Linked DNA regions of Mus musculus: region 2 is linked to region 1. A link is a contact called in public promoter capture Hi-C data. All regions are on one chromosome and are shown on one strand. The core of a region is the stretch at or near the end of the contact, and the rest is flanking DNA. Distances in the headings are between cores, read along the strand shown.

The links. Promoter capture Hi-C pulls out the DNA fragments that hold promoters and counts their contacts.
Region 2: a promoter capture Hi-C map of embryonic stem cells shows a contact between it and region 1, with 2.8 times the contacts expected there. A contact is called at or near these places in 18 of 39 promoter capture datasets (the 3T3-L1 cell line, the C10 cell line, the HPC-7 cell line and 11 more), 1 of 484 Hi-C or Micro-C datasets (olfactory sensory neurons), 4 of 130 datasets of targeted methods (the NIH/3T3 cell line, forebrain, pro-B cells and 1 more) and 1 of 9 other capture datasets (adipose tissue).

The regions. Positions count from the first base shown.
Region 1 is chr19:6,540,712-6,545,667 of GRCm38.p6, forward strand. Slc22a12 (solute carrier family 22 (organic anion/cation transporter), member 12) reads right to left here and starts at 2,359. Exons shown (of 10, transcript NM_009203.3): 1 at 1,640-2,359; 2 at 349-452; 3 at 1-18. The coding sequence starts at 2,041.
Region 2 is chr19:6,642,055-6,647,010 of GRCm38.p6, forward strand. No RefSeq gene overlaps it. Among named protein-coding and RNA genes, the nearest start is that of Gm32245, 77 kb to the left of the region's middle.

The sequences.
Region 1 (4,956 bases), core at 1,109-3,608:
ACCCTTCTGCGCCCAAACCTGTGGTACACATAGGAAGACATGCCATTGGCCAGCAACACAGATCTGGGCCACCAAGGGCCCTCCTGTCCCTGCCCCCAGTGAGGAGGAAGGTAGAAAGTCACATGACCCATGTGAGGGCCATGGACATGAGGAGCGTTAGCAAGTGAATTCCCCCTTAGCAGAGGCAGGAAGCAACAGCTCAAGTGTGTGGCAGAGAGAATTTTAGGAATGAATATTCAGAGCGAAGCAGTGGCCCCACAATCCCGGAGAAAGTAGGGGAACTTCTAATTTGGAAAGGATGTGGGGTTCACTCAGTAGAGACCGCCTGGCCCAGCGGGGAACACTCACCTATCTGAGGCATGGCCACACACTGCGGCTCCTACCAGGATTCCAGCCAGGAAGATGGACTGGGCCATGGGTCTCAGGGCCTGGGAGTTACATACCAGGTCCCACTGGAGGGAAAGAGGGGCAGAGCTGTGATCAGGAGGGGCATGGCCTGGGCTGTGTGGGGCCACGAGGGCGCCCACAGGCTTAGTGGCTTGGTTTCTTAAGGAGTATCCTGTCAGCCCTATACTGCGTCAAAGGTGGAGAGCCTCCAGCTTCATCTGCTCCCTCTTGAGCCTTGGCCCGTAGCTGAGGAGCCTTCCCTTCGCTGGAGGCTTACTTCCTCTTGCTCCTCATGCAGGGTCCTTCCTGCTTGCTGGGGCAGCTGGCCCTCTCCACTGGCTTCCCCTCCCTCACCTCTCTTTTGGTTTTTCATCTCAAGACAGAGTTCCCCTGCCTGGCTGTCTTAGAACTCACTCTGTAGACCAGGCTGGCCTCAAACTCAGATCCTCCTGTCTTTGTCTTCTGAGTGCTGGGATTAAACATACACCACCACCACCTGGCTCCTCGTCTTCACATGCACGTGCGTGTGCGTGTGAGTGTGCGTGTGTGTGTGTGTGCGAGAGAGAGAGTGTGTGTGCGTGCATGCCTTTCCATGGTGTAGTGCTTGTGAGGGTCAGAGTTCAATCTCTGGAGCTGTCTACACTGTTTTTGTGAAGAGGTCCTTCAGTGACCCTGGGGCTCACTGGCTAGGCTGGCTAGCCAGCTAGAGCTGAGCCCCAGGGGCTCCCTTGTTTCTGCCTCTCCAGAGCTGGCATTACAGTCCCACCACCACTGAGCCTGGCTTTTCCCCCCAAATGCTGGAGAGCTGAACTCAAGTCTTCATGCTTCAACAACAGACAGTTTGCGGATTTATCTCCCCAGCCTGCCAACATCTCTTATAAGAGGCCAATGTTTGTTCAGGTCCTCTGTGCTCAGCCCAGAGACAGACGACAGGATCCTGTGTCTAGGTGGCCTGGAGTCATGGCAGAGGTTCAACTATGGGTAAAGCCATCGGGTGATGTAGAAACAGGAATGGTACCCCAGGCCAGGCTGTGTGGACATACCTCACTGTGTGGCCCAGGTTGGCCTCAGACTCAGGAATCCTCCTGTCTCTTTAGAGATGGGGTCATAGGCATGAACCACTAACTATGACCTTGCAGATGACTCCCGCTGCCCAGTCCCCTGCAAGCCTACATGGCTGCTCCCAAGTGAGGAGGCTTGGGGAGGTGCATCCTTTCTGTGACTGTGACTTTGACCTCCCAGGTGCTGTTACCGTGGTCACGATTGTGGACCTGAAGGTGCTGTGGTCGTAAACCCAGCCATCCTCGCATGGCTCAGTGGCAGCGTCACTCCAGTTGGTGGCCGTGGCGTTGGACTCTGTAAGCTGCCATTGAGGTTGTCGGAAGCGGAGGCACTGGTGGGGTTGCTGGTCAGGACCAGGTGGGATGGAGACGGCCAGAAGAACATCGGGTCCAAGGTCCCCAGGGATACTCGCCTGGGAGGTGCTATTGTCCAGGAGAGGCACCCAACAGCGGTGGTGGGGAACTGCGGCTGAGAAGTTCTCCAGCATGTTCTGGGTGGTGACCCACAAAATGGGGGTCACCAGAGCCACCGTCTGGAAGAGCTGGAACCTGCCCAGCCCCCCCACTCGGTCCAGGAGTTCAGGAAAGGCCATGGGTTTCTCCTGGGTACCACCACGCAGCTTCCACTTCACAGAGGCTGGCCCAGGACCATGGGGTCTTTGTGATGAGCCTGCTTTCCCCTTGGCTCTGACCACACCAGTCTCTTCATATGCATGTCACACAGCCATGTTGCTGAGTCACAGCCAGTCAAGGCTCTTGTGTATCTGCCTGCTGGCTGTCACCATGAGACCTGGAACCCTCTGTGGTAATCTGGAGGCCATGGGAACCTCTCAGCGACACAGCAGAGTCTGGCTCTCAGGAAAAACCAAATTTGAGAAGCAAGGAGGGTGGAGAGAGAAGTCACTCTGGGTAGAATTAAAGTGTGACTAGGAGCCATTTAATAGAAGAGGGTTTAGTAATCATTTCTTCAAAGTTTAACCAGGACAACACCACTGCAGATGAAAGCGGCAGTTTCTCCCACCACCCCGCCCCCATCTTCATGGCCCTGGTTTCTGTTAGGATGCGGCAAGATCTGGACACGGGCTCTGCCACTAAGTGTGTTGGGGCCGCCATCCTTCGGTGCTCCTGCCTGCCTTCCAGGAGACATCATGACTGTACTGTGAGCTAACCCAGGAGAGAGAGGGTGAGCCCTGGTCCTCCCAACCTCAGAGCTGGCCTGATCCTAGCTTGAGTGATGGCGTCCTCTGCTTGAGGATGGTGTGTCACTCAGTCTCTAGGCCTCATTAGCCTTTTGAAGCTGCCACTGTTCCTGCACTCCCTTATTGATTCCCTGTACTGAGCCTCATTAAGCCCTTTTGACATTAGCATATGCCCCTGTACTCTTCAAGACAAATATCCTAAAGTATTGAGACCTCTGTCTCTTTCCCAGGTCTCCTTGTCTTAGGACCCACTTCTTTAGCCTGTAATTACATGGCCCTCTGCCTGGAACGGAGTCACAGTTCACAGGCTGGCAACTCAGCCTCTAGTGTCTCTAAGCCGACTAATTCTGAGGACTTCCCCCTTTGCCTCTGCTCTGCTCTGTCGCCTCCCTGACCTGTCTCCTTCTGCCGCCCCTTTCACCTACTGCCACACTGCAAAGCCTTACACTAAATCCTGCCTTCAACGCCAGGGCCCTGGCCCTCTAGAAGAAGAGCAAATGCTTGACCAGGAGGCGTCTCTCCAGCAGTTCGACTTCCATTTGTAAGATTCCTGGCTCCTGGGAGGGGGAAAGCCTGACAAAGGGGAAAGTGTCCCCAGGAAGCCATGGGAGTGACTGGACAGAACCGATAATGAGGGCTGTGTAGAGGCGGGAGGAGTCTGTGGGCACCAGAGGTACTGACTGGTTTGGGTTCAAGGTAGTTTTGAGAGTAGAAGAGGAAACGCTGTGATCAGGTGGCAGATGATGGGATAGAGATGTCCGTACGATTCCTGACACAGACGTTCTTTTAAAATAAAAGTATTTGGTGTGTGTGTGTGTGTGTGTGTGTGTGTGGCTTGTGTATTTGAGTACAAGTGCCCACAGAGGCCAGAAGAGGGGCATCTGACTCCCTGGAGCTGGAGCTGGCGTTACAGGCAGCTGTGAGCTATAGGATGTGGGTGCTGGAAGCTGAACACTTGTCCTCTGGAAGGGCTGCAGGACATGATCAGCTTCTGAGCCATGTCTCCAGTCCAGAACCTTTTTTCTTAATTGTGTAAAGTCCCAGGTTGCTACTGATGGGTGGGTGGCTGTCCTCCAAGGGGAGTCTGGGATTGCAGTCCCATTGTGTGTGTACCCCTGCAGCTGTCACTGGAAGGCACTGGCCTCATGTGTCAGCCGCTGGAGTGTAGGCTTAGATTTTTCAAAACCTAATTTGATTAATGTTCTTTAACACACCAACCTCCCTTCTAGCCCACCTACCAGAGGTAGAGGAAGAGAAGGGTTAATAGGAAATGGGCTTGTGGATCTCTGTAGAAGTAGTTCTTTGGGGGAGATACAATGCAGTCATTGTTGTCAGGATATCAGCGGTTCAGTCCACTATCAAAACACCAGACACAAATCAGCAGTGGGAGTTCAGTCCTCTCAACAAGCACCGAACACGAGTCAGTAGCAGCAGCAGTTCAATCCAGAAGAAACCGAGAGGCTCTGCTGAGCCGCAGGAGCCCACAGACGCCGCTGGAATGTCATGAGAAGTTCTTTGGCAAGTTACCCTCTATGAAGCCACAGCAAGCGAAGATCAGCCACGTGGTGCGAGGCGAACCAATATAAGAGCTTTGCCACACTATCTGTGGGGTCATAGTTATATTCTTTCTAAACATCACGCATTCCCTCACATGTCTGCTTCAGCGAAACATCACGTGACATAACTGAGTCCCCAAAGAAACCAGAGCTTTCCATTTCAATGGTGGGCAAGAGAGGGTGGTGGCCCCTGAGCTGAAGGTGACACACAGTAATTCTGTCCTCAGTTTAGTGGTAGGAGCTAGTTAAGGCCGCCTCTAGACAGTCGTGGGTGGGTGGAGACGTGATTCCAGCTCTACACTGAGAAGCAAAAAAGAGGATCTGTGGACAGTGAGCTGTTATCACTCTAGGGCTAATAGGTCATTAGTGTTTGCTTTAGAGAAGACAGTATAGCTCACTTCTGTGTAAATGTGGGTTCCCAGTTAGAGCTTGGGACCACAGTGACTAGTAGAAGTAGGAACATTGGTTGGAGCCAAGTCCTTAAGCCCCAGAGGGACAGGCCTTGAGTCTAGGAGGACAGGGCCCAGCTGCAGAAGTGGGTGCTCCTAGGCCCTAAGGGATTGCTCTCTGTCCTGTGGTGTTGGGAAGACAAGGAAGGCTGGTGACATAAGAAGTGAGACAGGCAGTGGGGAATGGGGACATTGCAATTTTGAGTACAGGAGAGACGTGTGCTTTGGAGGATGCAGCTGGTGTCCTCTCAAGACCCGTGGATAAGATTTTGTAAGTAAGCCCAGTGGCCCCTGCTGCCTGGCT
Region 2 (4,956 bases), core at 1,802-4,301, 100 kb after region 1:
CAGCAACCCTAAATATCTCGTAAGTCAAAGTCTTACCCCCGATCCCCCGCTGACGCTCTTCCCCCTCTGCTGCCTCAAGAACCAACAAGAAAGAAGAACCCCATGCTGGGGCTGGCCCCCTGACAGTGTGTGGTGTGTATGTGTGTGTGGTGTGTGTGGTGTGTATGTGGTATGTGTGGTGTATATGTATGTGGTGTGTGTGGTGTATATGTGTGTGTGGTGTGTGAGTACCAGTGGAGTCATCTATGTGAGAGTGAACGGAGTCTAGTAGTTGATGCCTGAATATCTTCTGTTACTCTCCATCTTTATTTCTAGCTGACCCTCACTGCCATTTCAACCAACATGACTAGCTGGCAAGACCCTGGGAATCCTCTTATCCCCACCCCCACCCCCAGCCCACTGGGGTTATATGCACATGCTATAATATATATATTATCTCAGACATTTTACCTAGGTGCTAGGATCCAAACTGAGGCCCTCACAGTGTCCTAAACAGCAAGCATTTTACCCTTTCCCAGCCCCTATTAATGTTCAATTTTAAGGGTCAAATACAATAGGGATTTGGGGAACAGCTGAGTGGTAGAGCACATGCCTAGCGTGGTCTAAGCCCTTACCCAGTCCTGGGTATGGAGAGCAAAGGCAGGTTAAAAGGCCAGAAAACAGTACCCAGGCAGATAGGTCATGTGCGGAATAAGCATCCCAAGGACCGGAATGGTTGCAGAGTGGAGCCTTGTTAGCTGCAGAATAAATATAAAGACAGTCCTGGTGGTGCATGCCTTTATAGTCCAACATGCAAGAAGTAGAGGCAGGTGGATGGATCTCTGTGAGTTTGAGGTCAACCTGCTCCACATAATGAGTTCCAAGCCAGCTGGGCTAAATGGTAAGACCATGCCTCAAATAGCTATATAGATATATTCATATAAAAGTGTGTGCTTATGCCAGGCATGGTGGTTTATACCCTTAATCCCAGCACTCAGGAAGCAGAGGCAGGTGGACTTCTGTGATTTCAAGGTCAGCCTGGCCTATAAAGTGAGTTCTGGGACAGCCACAGGCTATAACACAGAGCAAGTCTCTCAAAAAAAAAATGTGTACTTACATACATAAATCAAAATATATACATATTCATATACATGTATAGGAGAAAACTCAACATACCTTGACCATCCCTAATCTGCATCCCAAAACACTCTAAAATCCAAAAATTTCAACACACACACACACATATATATACATATATATATATACACATATATATATATACATATATATATATATGTGTGTATATATATATATATATATATAATAGTCATAGGTGGAAACTTGCACACCACAAAACTATTTCATGCAAAAAGTGGCTCAGACTGCTGTGAAGAAAACCCACTAATGGTACCATCCCGCACTGGACCTGCACACCACAACACTGCCAGGAAAGAGATGTCCACAGTGCAACATTGGCTTGGAAGTCACAGGAGCAGACAACGATTTTTTTGATTTGAAGCCTTCTCCACAGGAGGCAACTTGTGTCTGATACTGTGGCTCTGGCTAAAAGCCCATGACTCCTGAGGCCACAGGCGCTAGGAAAGAGTCTAGCTAAGTGCACGTTCTGCTACGCGCACGTTCTGCTAAGTGCACGTGTCAAGCTCTTTTCGATATTTATGCTTAGTGCTGCTCAGGCTTGGTCAGGAAAGCTCCTCTCTGCAGTGGGCAGCAGTTACTGCAGAGACTCAGATCTAGTCAGAGAGTGGAGACTAAGTGACTGCTGAGGGCTCAGTCCTAAATTAACACAGCATAAAAAACAAACAAATGAAAAAACAGCTGTAGCAATTTCACCTCCAAAGAGCACTGTGAGTGGGGAAGACTGTAGAAGCCGGCGGATGGACCGGCTCTGGGAAGCGCTTTCCTCTGGACAGGACTCGCCCAGCCACTCAGGCACTCCTGCTCTGCTCACTGCACACGATCAAGCCACAATGATCAGTCTGTGACTTAGTGGGGAAAGGAAGGGAGGAAGGGAACAGGCTGAGGGAGAACTCCAGGGTGGAAGAATTGGGGAATGGGGAAGACCAAGTTACACTATATACAATGTACAAAATTTTCAAAGAATAAATAAAATATTCAAACCCTGTATGAAATATTCTAGAAAATAACTTCAGCTTGTGTGTGTATGACACATGCTGACACACACATAAATTCCCCATTTAGACTTGGGTTCTGGTCGTTCCCAAAATACTTCATTGTTATACACAAATATCCCATAAGTCCAAAATCCAAACCACTTCCTGTCCAGGAATTTCTGATCTGGGATACACAGCTATATGAACAACAAAATGCAATTAAAATCTTTATATTCAATAGATGCTGTTCTGGCTAGACTTGTGTCAACTTGACACAAACTAGAGTCATCTGAAAGGAGGGAACCTCAGTTGAGAAAATGCCTTCATAAGATCCAGGTGCAAGGCAATTTCTTAATACTTAATTACTACCAAATTACTTAATCACTATTGATGGGGAAGGCCCAGCCCTTGGTGGGTGGCCCTATTCCTAGGCAGGTGGTCCTGGATTCTGAGAGAGAGAGAGAGAGAGAGAGAGAGAGAGAGAGACAGAGAGAGAGAGAGAGAGACAGAGAGAGAGAGAGACAGAGAGAGAGAATATGTGAGCACGCTTATGGGTGAACATTTGTATGCAGGTACACATGTGTGTGAAGGTCAGAGGCTAACCTCATGTGCTCTTCCTCAAGGGTTGTTCACTTGTTTTTGGAGGCAGGGCCTCCCACGGGGACCCAGGACTCTCCAAGGGGCTTTGGCATATAAATTTAGAGGTAATATAGACTTCATACAATTGCTTGTTGTGGCGTGGTACAAGGCAAAGCAACCTGGCAGACACTCCCAGACTACCTAAGCAGGAGTGAAGTCTTGGGACTAAAGTCAGCGCCATTTGACCCGCTTGCTGCAGACAGAATTTAAGTATCACCTGCCAATAAAAAGCCGCTAGCCAATGAGCTGAAGCAGGAAATGGGAGGTGGGACACTGGCAGGAAGAGAGAGGATTCTGGGAAATAGTAAGGGATAAGAGAGACTGCGAGCTGGGAGAGAGGGCCAAGAAGGCCCAGCAGGCATATGAACTCAGGGAGACGCTGAGGAAGATCCTGAGGAGACTCAAAAAAGCAGGCCTGTACTAAGACAGGTAACTAACCAGGTGGTAGGCATAGAGAAGTTTGAATAGTTAAATAAGTCATGAGCTAGTAAGGGAATGAGCCAAAGCTATGGCCAGCACATTTAATAATAAATAATTAGTCTCAGAGTCATCATCCCGGAACTGGGAAAAGAAAAAACAGATTTTTAAAATCATTGTTACAACTTGCAGAGGTGACATTCTGTAACGTAGCCCCCAGCACCTAGCCACGGTTGGGGACCTAAGATCAGGCCGTCAACAGACGTCTTCTTTTATGTCTGTTTCTGTTTTAGAAACTCCACATTTGAAATTTGACTCATTGACACTGAACTTCAGACAACAGTCGTGTTATTCATGTCTGGAGGAAGACGGAAGGCAGAGCATTGTGTTCCCGGGGGTGCACAGCAGGCTGGAGCGGAGTTCACATGGGGATCATTTTAAACAGTAAAGTCACCAACACACACACGCACACCCCCGAGGGGATTCAGGAGGTGGCTCCGTGGGTAAGGTTCTTGCTTTGAATGCATGAACACTGGAAATCGGATCCCCAGGCAGAAGTCAGGGAATCCCTGAAGCAAGCTGGCTGCTAGAATTGGCAAGCTCAGGGTGCAGTGAGAGACCCCTGCTGACTCCTGAGGTTGACTTCTAGTCTTCCATATTTATGCATGCACATATCCTAAATATGTGTGTGGGGATGGGGTGGGTGAGATGCTGTGTGTGTGTGTGTGTGTGTGTGTGTGTGTGTGAGTGTGTGTGTGTGAGCCCTCCAGAGCATGCTCATCTCAGCTTGGGCAAAGCTGGGCTGAGACAGTACTAGCTCAATTCTTTTCTCTGAGCAAAGCTTTCCTTCTAACAGGTGACCTTCGATCTCAGGTCTCATTCTTCGATTTTCTCTCTAATGAGAAAAGCAATAAAAAGTAGACCAAAGTTCACCCCCTGGGACCTGTGTTATGCACGTTCAAGAGCAAAAGCATGGGTGCAGATCCCCAAGTGCTCGGGGGGTTGGGGGGTTCACTGGGGGTCACCGTGCCCTAGTGCAGGGCAGAGAGGGTTCGCCACCAGGGCCTTCATCCCACCTTCACTGCTATTGCAGGTGGAGGGTGGATGAACCCAGAGCTTTGTCCCCATGGCTCCCAGTCCCTCCCTCCTGGGATTCTTCTTTGCCAGTTCCTCAAAGCAAGACCAGATACAAAATCCACTGCAAATGGAGGCACAGAACCCCGTCTCCAGAGTGTCTTGTCTTTGGTGAGCCCTAACTTGAGAGAACCCCCACCGCCACAGATGTTTGCCCATGGGGCCCTCAGCCCTTCACATTAGCTTTCTTATGAAGAACTGTGGAGAATCTTGGTAACTAGAATCTTCTCTGTTACAGCCAGATTGAAGCCAAAACTAAACAGCACAAAGGACTCCTGAGGCCCCTCCCCTCCCTGAGGACCTACTGGTGGCTAATGGTTGGGCAGAGTGGTCATTTTCTCTAGTGTTTCAGCCACTAGTGGGTTGTACATGGTCCATTAAGTAACCTCCCACCCTTGCTCCTGTGATGAAGCCCAGTGGGTCACACAAAAACCAAGTTAAATTTAAAGCATTTCAAAGGAGCCGGTGAGAGAAGTCCACATGTAAAGTTATTTCCACATAAGCCTGACAAGAATTCAACCCCCAGAACCCACACAAGGCCGAGAGAGCACAGCTGTTCACATCTGTAATCCCAGCTTTCCAAGGGGAGGTGGGAGGTAGGGACAGGTACTGTCCTAGAGTGCACAGTAGCCGATGATCACAGCAGCTTGGCAGA